2 separate regions of the Xenopus tropicalis genome follow, and region 2 is linked to region 1. Evidence: chromatin contacts called from public Hi-C data. All regions are on one chromosome and are shown on one strand. Each heading gives the region's core, a stretch centred on a gene start, on an enhancer-like site or on the middle of the called end of the contact. The rest is flanking DNA. Distances are from core to core; before and after follow the strand shown. Region 1 holds the start of glrx2 (glutaredoxin 2). Region 2 holds the start of trmt1l (TRMT1-like protein).

Region 1 (3,925 bases), core at 673-3,172:
TGCCCCATAGACAGTAGCCCCCACACACAGTGCCCCCAATTGCCCCCATACAGACCAAGTCATCGTCGGCAGCTCCTTCTCTCTTATGCCGCGGCAACAGGCACTTCTATAAGGTTGCGCCTCGTCGCTAACGTGTGACGTCATACGCACGGGCGAACCCTTATAAAAAGGCCTGACGCTGCCACATAAGAGAGAAGGAGCTGCCGACGATGACTTGGTCTGTTGGTGCGCAGACTGCACACTCTGCATATACATAGCGGCGGTACTGGGCAGGGCCGGTCTTACCAACTGCGGGCCCAATTGGAACAATTTTTGCGGGGCCCCCTTAGTAGATTGTGAATTATGCTTAGTGCAGAGGATTCCCTATGTTGCCATAGTTTATGGTTTTTTAGGCTGTACCTGCTGAATTGTGCTTAATACAGGCACAACTCCCAATATTTTAAAAATGTAAATAGGGACATTTGCCATGCCCATGGAAAGAATGCAATTTGCCCTTCAGTGTACTCCCATTCCCAGACTCACCCAACACTAGCAGAACAGAGCAGCACTGAGCAGTGTTCATGTGGCTATCATATGGAGCAAATTTAGGGGGCTGTTCCTGCTGAATTGTGCTTAGTACAAGGGAATCCCTATGCTGCCATAGTTTTATGGTATCTCTCTGTACAGGCTATGAGCAAACTTAGGGGGCTGTTCCTGCTGAACTTTGCTTAGTACAGGGGAATCCCTATGCTGCCATAGTTTTATGGTATCGCTCTGTACAAGCTATGAGCAAACTTAGGCGGCTGTTCCTGCTGAATTGTGCTTAGTACAGGGGAATCCCTATGTGCCATAGTTTTATGGTATCTCTCTGTACAGGCTATGAGCAAACTTAGGGGGCTGTTCCTGCTGAACTGTGCTTAGTACAGGGGAATCCCTATGCTGCCATAGTTTTATGGTATCTCTTTGTACAGGCTATGAGCAAACTTAGGGGGCTGTTCCTGCTGAACTGTGCTTAGTACAGGGGAATCCCTATGCTGCCATAGTTTTATGGTATCTCTTTGTACAGGCTATGAGCAAACTTAGGGGGCTGTTCCTGCTGAATTGTGCTTAGTACAAGGGAATCCCTATGCTACCATAGTTTTATGGTATCGCTCTGTACAGGCTACGAGCAAACTTAGGGGGCTGTTCCTGCTGAACTGTGCTTAGTACAGGGGAATCTTAATGCTGCCATAGTTTTCACATACAATATTTGTTGTGGCCATAAAGTGTCCGGGTCCCATTGTGTCTCCCAGTTTATTGCAGTTATATAACGAATATGCTGCTGGGGAACATAATTAAATGGTAAAGGCGAGCAGCCTACATATAGCAGATGCTCTCAGGCAAAAATGTCAGTCATTTGGACTTCATACATTACAAGCAGCGTGACTGCTGGTTTATATACAAAATTATCTTAGCAACAGCTTGAATCATTACCTGCAGCTGCTCCGGGCTCATTTATCCCCAAAAAGCATGTCCCCAGACTTCTAGCTACAAATACCCCCGCACTCCATTGAAAAAGAAGTAGCCTTAACTCCCCCGTCTCTCCCTCCCTTCCACCCGCACGGACTTCTAGTTACATGTACCTCTGATCCAGCAACACCAGAGAACTCCTTCCCCCTGTGAAGAGTTAATAAGTCCCAGGATAACGGACAGAGAAGGATTTCCCAGAAGGAAGACAAAGCATTTGTTCAGGCATTAGCAATCAATCCCCCAGACAGATCCCACATCTCCTATACAGAAAAATGCGGCAGTGAGCGCTCCCAGGCTGCGCTGTATTGTGATACGCGGCTGTGCGTAACTTAGCGGCAGCGCAATGTGCCACTCACCTACCCTTGGCTGCCTGCAGTAGTGGCACCGACCGGCTCAGCACATGCCACATCTCTCACACACCCAACTGTCCTTCCGCAGTGTCATATCCCAGCATGCTTTAGGAGGGCAGGCCTTCTACTAGTTAAAGAGACAGTACCGATCTCTGAACAAATATCAGCCTAGAAGGATAAGCTGCATTTGCATTACAAATGCCCACTTTTATGGGCATATATGAGGCTATATATGCTGTCTGAATGCAACAATTACATTCAAAACCCAATAAATTTACTTACAGCTTTCCTTTAGCGAGTCGGTCAGAAAATAATGGGTTGGCAGGAAACAGTGTGGGCTTGATGGCATAACTATATATACAGCAGATCCCGAAGTCGCAAGAGGGACCTGGACCGTGGGGTCTGCTGCACCTTAATCCACCCACCCCAGCCCCTTTCCTACTTTAAATATAGTAGTGCCATCAGGGAAGTGTTTTAGGGCCACGACAAATCTCCGTTGTCGCGGGCGACTAATCTCCCCGCAATGCCATCCCAATGGCATACGCAGCGCCGTAATTTGCTGAAGTCACCAAAGTTTCCTCTCAAGGCAACTTTGGCAAATCGCGGCGCCGCAAATGCCATCCCACCAGCGATTTACATTCTAGCCAAATGGGATGGCATTGTGGGGAGATTAGTCGCCTGCAACAAAGAATTGTCGCGCAGCGATTAATCTCCCCATGTGTCACTGCCCTTAGAGAGATTGCAAAAAAGGTGTGCTGTATGGGCGGTTCTCTCTGGATCACAGTTGTTTTATTTATTTAACATTAAGTCCAGGGACAGCTTTCAGGGTGAAAACACACAGAGCTGCTAGAATAGACAATTACTGATAACAGTCTCTTCATGTGTTTTAGCAGAGGAAATTCTCAGTATTGTATATGGCAAGGTATTTTTTGGCATTTAGTTGCCAGGAAAAAGTAGCTGCTACTAGTAGCTGTGTGTCTTCACCTTCAATGTAGTTATCCCCACCCCTTTCCCTCAAACAAAGAGTCTTAAAGTGGCCATACACGTAGCAATTCCAATCTTTCATGCGACCATCGTTCCAACCCTCCACTGACATTCAGGGCTGAATTGTCAGATATGTTTGGTAGAAACAAAATAAATTCTACTTCCACCTGCCGATTCAGCCCTGAATGTCAGCCTGCTTACTTCTACATTTTGTAAGTAGTTTTATTTTTAGCAGAAATTTTATATTAAACGATGTTATACTATTTGGCGTTTTTTCCTCTTTCTGTTTGAACTGTGGATTCGCCTACATCTAACCTTTTTCTCCCGCTGTAGAGCTTGATTTCATCGCCTTCCGGTGAGCCTTTAGAGTTACTGCACACAGTGGTGGATATATTAATATTTATCATTCACAATACGGTGATTGGCTTTGTTAGTTGAACAAAGGTTTAAAACATTATTACACTATTAGTTGTTTTGTTTCATTTTATATATGCGCTCCCTTCACACTTTTCTGGACACGTTTGAGACCCGGTCAAAGGGGTTATTTTCGTAAGAGGAGCAGCAGCATCACAGCCATTACAGCACTTCACTGGAACTTTATTTTGAGCGCTGAGGATTTGGGTATTGTATATACCTTTGTGCAGCCCTGAATGTAGATTTTAATCGGGTGCCTGATCAAAATCTTTAACCTGGACGATCGACCGATATCCACAGCCTTCTGCAATATTGGTTGCCTCTTCGAGCAGCCATACACACACACGAATATCGTACAAAACGAGGTTTCATACTATATTATCAGTGCATGTATGGCTGGCTTTAGAATAACGATACTAAGCAGCCAATCACAGTTCAGCTCCGATCTTTTTATTACTAGTGATATGTAAAATGTTATCACTGATACAGCCTGCCTCCCTAAATACTTGTCACCCTAGGATCAGGCTGGGATCTGGACTGTCCAATGTGAAAACAGCAAATAAACAGTTATTGATGAATTCTCCTACCATGGGAGCTGCAGATAAGCAAAGAAAGGCCCTGTTTGGGCATCCCTGGAGTGTGCCATCTGACTCTAGAGATTTGGCATTAGTTTGTATCCTCCTGTGCTA
Region 2 (3,887 bases), core at 391-2,890, 130 kb after region 1:
GGCCTTGCATGTTCCAAAAGGCCAGTAAATATTCAAGATGCATTTTTGTTTGACATTTTCACATACATTTTCTGCTATGGCACATGCAGCAATCTTGAAGATATTTCTTTATGACATTTGATAGCTCCATGCAACAGTAGGATTCCTCTTCTGTCTTCATTGGCATGCAATTCCTGCATCTACACCATGTAGAAAAAAAATTAAACACAGGTTAGCCTGAACCAATACAGATGTGAAAAAAGGAGGAATCTGTTTCAAATGATCTGCTATTCACTAAACTACCAAGTGCACACAAGGTGGGTTTTGACAAGGTGTGTGAATGTGCTAACTGTGCTGGAGAAGATACTGGTGGGAATGAAGTATAATATCTGTAAAGAGCTGTTGCATACAACAGCACTATATGGTGTAGTGTATGTAGTCTAGTGTAATAATAATGGTTCAATATATCTACTTTATGAACTGTATATTAGGTAGGAATGCCAGAATGAATGCAAAACTAGTGTCGGTAATAGTGAGCATTACTATATGTGAAGCTTTCTGTAGAACAAGTTAGAACTAGTGGCCTGAATCAGTGCTGAAAATAATTTTTCACTATCAGCATATATATAGATTTAGATAAGTATACTGTATAAGTATACTGACCATGTTTGTCTTTGTGATTCCGGGTGATTTTCACTCAACATAATTAGCTTCTTTGGTGCCATAATCTAAAAAAAAAATGGAGTATATAAAGATATGAATAACATAAACATTGCACAATACTCACTTACTGACAGTATATATACCAAATAATGATTTAGAGTTTTTATATTACACAGCCTTTCCCACACACACACACTTTTTCACCTTCACACAGCCTTTCCCCTGCAATGCCCCCCTCAGTCAGGCTTACCCCCACCACAGCCTTTCCCCTGCAATTCCCCCCTCAGTCAGGCTCCCTCCCCACACAGCCTTTCCCCTGCAATTCTCCCCTCAGTCAGGCCCCCCCCCCCACACAGCCTTTCCCCTGCAATGCCCCTTCAGTCAGGCTCCCCCCCCCCCCACACAGCCTTTCCCCTCCAATGCCCCCTCAGTCAGGCTTCCCCCCCCCCCACACAGCCTTTCCCCTCCAATGCCCCCTCAGTCAGGCTTCCCCCCCCACACAGCCTTTCCCCTCCAATGCCCCCTCAGTCAGGCTCCCCCCCCCCCCCCCCCCCCCACAGCCTTTCCCCTGCAATGCCCCCTCAGTCAGGCTTCCCCCCCCCACACAGCCTTTCCCCTGCAATGCCCCCTCAGTCAGGCTTCCCCCCCCTCCCCACACAGCATTTCCCCCCCCCCCCACACACAGCCTTTCCCCTCCAATGCCCCCTCAGTCAGGCTTCCCCCCTCCCCACACAGCTTTTCCCCTGCAATGCCCCCTCAGTCAGGCTTCCCCCCCCCTCCCCACACAGCATTTCCCCCCCCCCCCCACACACAGCCTTTCCCCTCCAATGCCCCCTCAGTCAGGCTTCCCCCCCTCCCCACACAGCTTTTCCCCTGCAATGCCCCCTCAGTCAGGCTTCCCCCCCTCCCCACACAGCTTTTCCCCTGCAATGCCCCTCTCAGTCAAACTTCCCCCCACACAGCCTTTCCCCTGCAATGCCCCCCTCAGTCAGGCTTCCCCACACTGTTCTCCATCACAGCCTTTATTCTCAACCAGCCTTCCCCACACAGCCACCCTACAGTCTCTCTCAAGCAGCATATTCTTGTTGTTCTATCAGTTTCTTGCTCTTGCCCTTCCCCCAGCGTGTCTCTCCCAAATCTCCCTCCCTTTCTCATACCTCAGCGTGTCTCTCCCCCAGCCATTGAGAAAGGGGGAAAAAAATAAAACAATCAAAGAAGGAGAGGGAGAACTTAACCGGTGCAACGATTCCTCCTGCACTTCCGCGTTACAACCGGATATCCTGTGAGGGGGAGAGAAGTCGGGGGCGCGCAGGTAAGGTTCTGAGGGGCTAGTAGCGATATCGGCTTTTTTCAAAAATGCATAACTGCATAATGTATGAGCTGTTTGGAATCGCAGCCTGAGGTCACTTTAATTGCCGTTTAATTGGCAGTGTGTTAGGCTGCCATGTTACTAGCGATGGGCACATACCCGGGCGGTGGAGCTGCCGATTGGTTGGGCAGAAATGCAGCAGCTTCAGTCTGCATGTGTATTTTAAAGACTGCTTTGTTATATTCTTGCTTTAATTATGTTGTTTTAATTATATACGCCTATGAATGAATCATGAAGAGTCCATCCCTATACCCTGTCACTTCCCTGTTGCACTAAAGAGGTCACTGCCCCCCCCCCCCCACTTGCTGAAGTATTTACCCTAAGCTCATGTAGAGACAGTACAAACTGTGATAATGTGTTTAGAAGGGTAGAAATGAATTTGATTATTGAATCTCTAGCAGAAGACCAAGTGGTTAAAAGAACTAAGGGTGAGAGCATTGAGGGTCATGTATCGGGTCTCTGTGTGATATTGGCAAAAGGCGAACAAACTCTGTAACTGGAGCCGCCTTGTGAGGCTGACGGGGCTTGAGCTTCTGATCATCTACACATTACATTTTTATTTAGCTTTGCTTTTCATCAAATTTGGAACAGACAATGCAGAGTTGGCAGATGGCTATACTGGAGCAGTCGGATTAATCAGTAGATGCAGTGGCATTTAGAATAGATTAGAGGAGAGAAAGCTACAAAAGGAATAGTGTTTAGTAATTTCTTTAAGGGTGAATACTGTTCAGCTTTACGTTTTGCCCAGGGTAACTCTTTGGTAGGGCATTGTCAGTAGCCCAATGTAGGGTGCGGAGCCCAGACTGTATTGCCTCATTATCAGATTGTTTAGGAGATGTCATCAAGGATTGAATTGAAGGTACTAGGAAACATTCTTGACCCAACCTGAAGGGTGATCCTGATGGCATGTGTTTATGTGAAATAGACTTTGTCTTTCCCTTTTTATTCTTATAAAGTATGCATATCATCTAGTTTAGCCAAGTCTGCCTACCTATATAGAAGAAAAAGTGTATGATAGGGAGTATTCTTCCCTGTAAAGCCAGAACAATGGTAAATTGCACCTACCTTGGTTCACAAACAACTTTATTGAGTTTGGTAGGAGATAGAAATGGACTTGGACAAGCAGAATGTGCAGGATTGAGCAAACTGCCTATAAATAACTTCATATGATTGTCACATAAACGGAAAGGGAAAACGGGGCATTAATTGTGTTGGGGAGAGTATCACTTTATTTTTAGCTCTTTTTATTGTAGCTCTTTATATATAATCTATATATATTTCTCCTCAGATGACTTTACAGCTACAATGGAGGAAATAAAGAAAGATGACGATGAATATAAATTGGAGAAAGATGATTCAGAAGGAGATTTCAATGTGCATTTAACTTCTGAACAAAGCGGTTAGTTGAAAGAAATTTAGATATTTTTAGTTCTAATCCCTACATTTGAGTTACTGTATTGGTCAGATGCAGTGATATTGTTTGATTTGTTGTCAAGAAATGTCGCTTATAAACTCCGTAACCCTTGTGGGCTTGCTCCTACGAAACCTATACAAGATTTATTGGGACTTGTTTGTTCCTTGGGGAAGATAGTAGTTTCATAGGCCCCTGGATAAAGTGGTTAAAAAAATGCAACAGACAAGTTCAGGAGGAGTAAAAAATGTTTTTACTTATCAGTAACCTTGAATACAAAACTTGACTTCATTATGTTTTGTGTGTTCCAGTTAATTCTTCAACAATCAAAGAAGCAGAATTGCTTGAAACAGAAGCAAATGTCATGAGTGTCGATACAATTTCTGTACCTTCTGAGAATAAAGGTAGGGAGTTTATGAATTCTTTTTGAAGGAGATAAACAATCTTTAGCTGGCACATTAATTT

What was found. Hi-C and Micro-C count contacts between places; a contact is called where the count stands out from the background.
Region 2: a contact with region 1 is called in a Hi-C map of neurula embryo, with 1.7 times the contacts expected there. The contact joins the promoter of trmt1l here to the promoter of glrx2 in region 1. A contact is called at or near these places in 4 of 5 Hi-C or Micro-C datasets (brain, gastrula embryo, neurula embryo and 1 more).

Annotation. Positions count from the first base shown.
Region 1 is chr4:113,596,098-113,600,022 of UCB_Xtro_10.0, forward strand. It overlaps glrx2 (glutaredoxin 2), which reads right to left and starts at 1,923. Exons shown (of 5, transcript NM_001016637.2): 1 at 1,602-1,923.
Region 2 is chr4:113,727,494-113,731,380 of UCB_Xtro_10.0, forward strand. trmt1l (TRMT1-like protein) reads left to right here and starts at 1,641. Exons shown (of 17, transcript XM_004913784.4): 1 at 1,641-1,954; 2 at 3,300-3,410; 3 at 3,734-3,826. The coding sequence starts at 3,317. LOC105946973 (a long non-coding RNA gene) reads right to left here and starts at 839. Exons shown (of 2, transcript XR_004222412.1): 1 at 643-839; 2 at 112-179.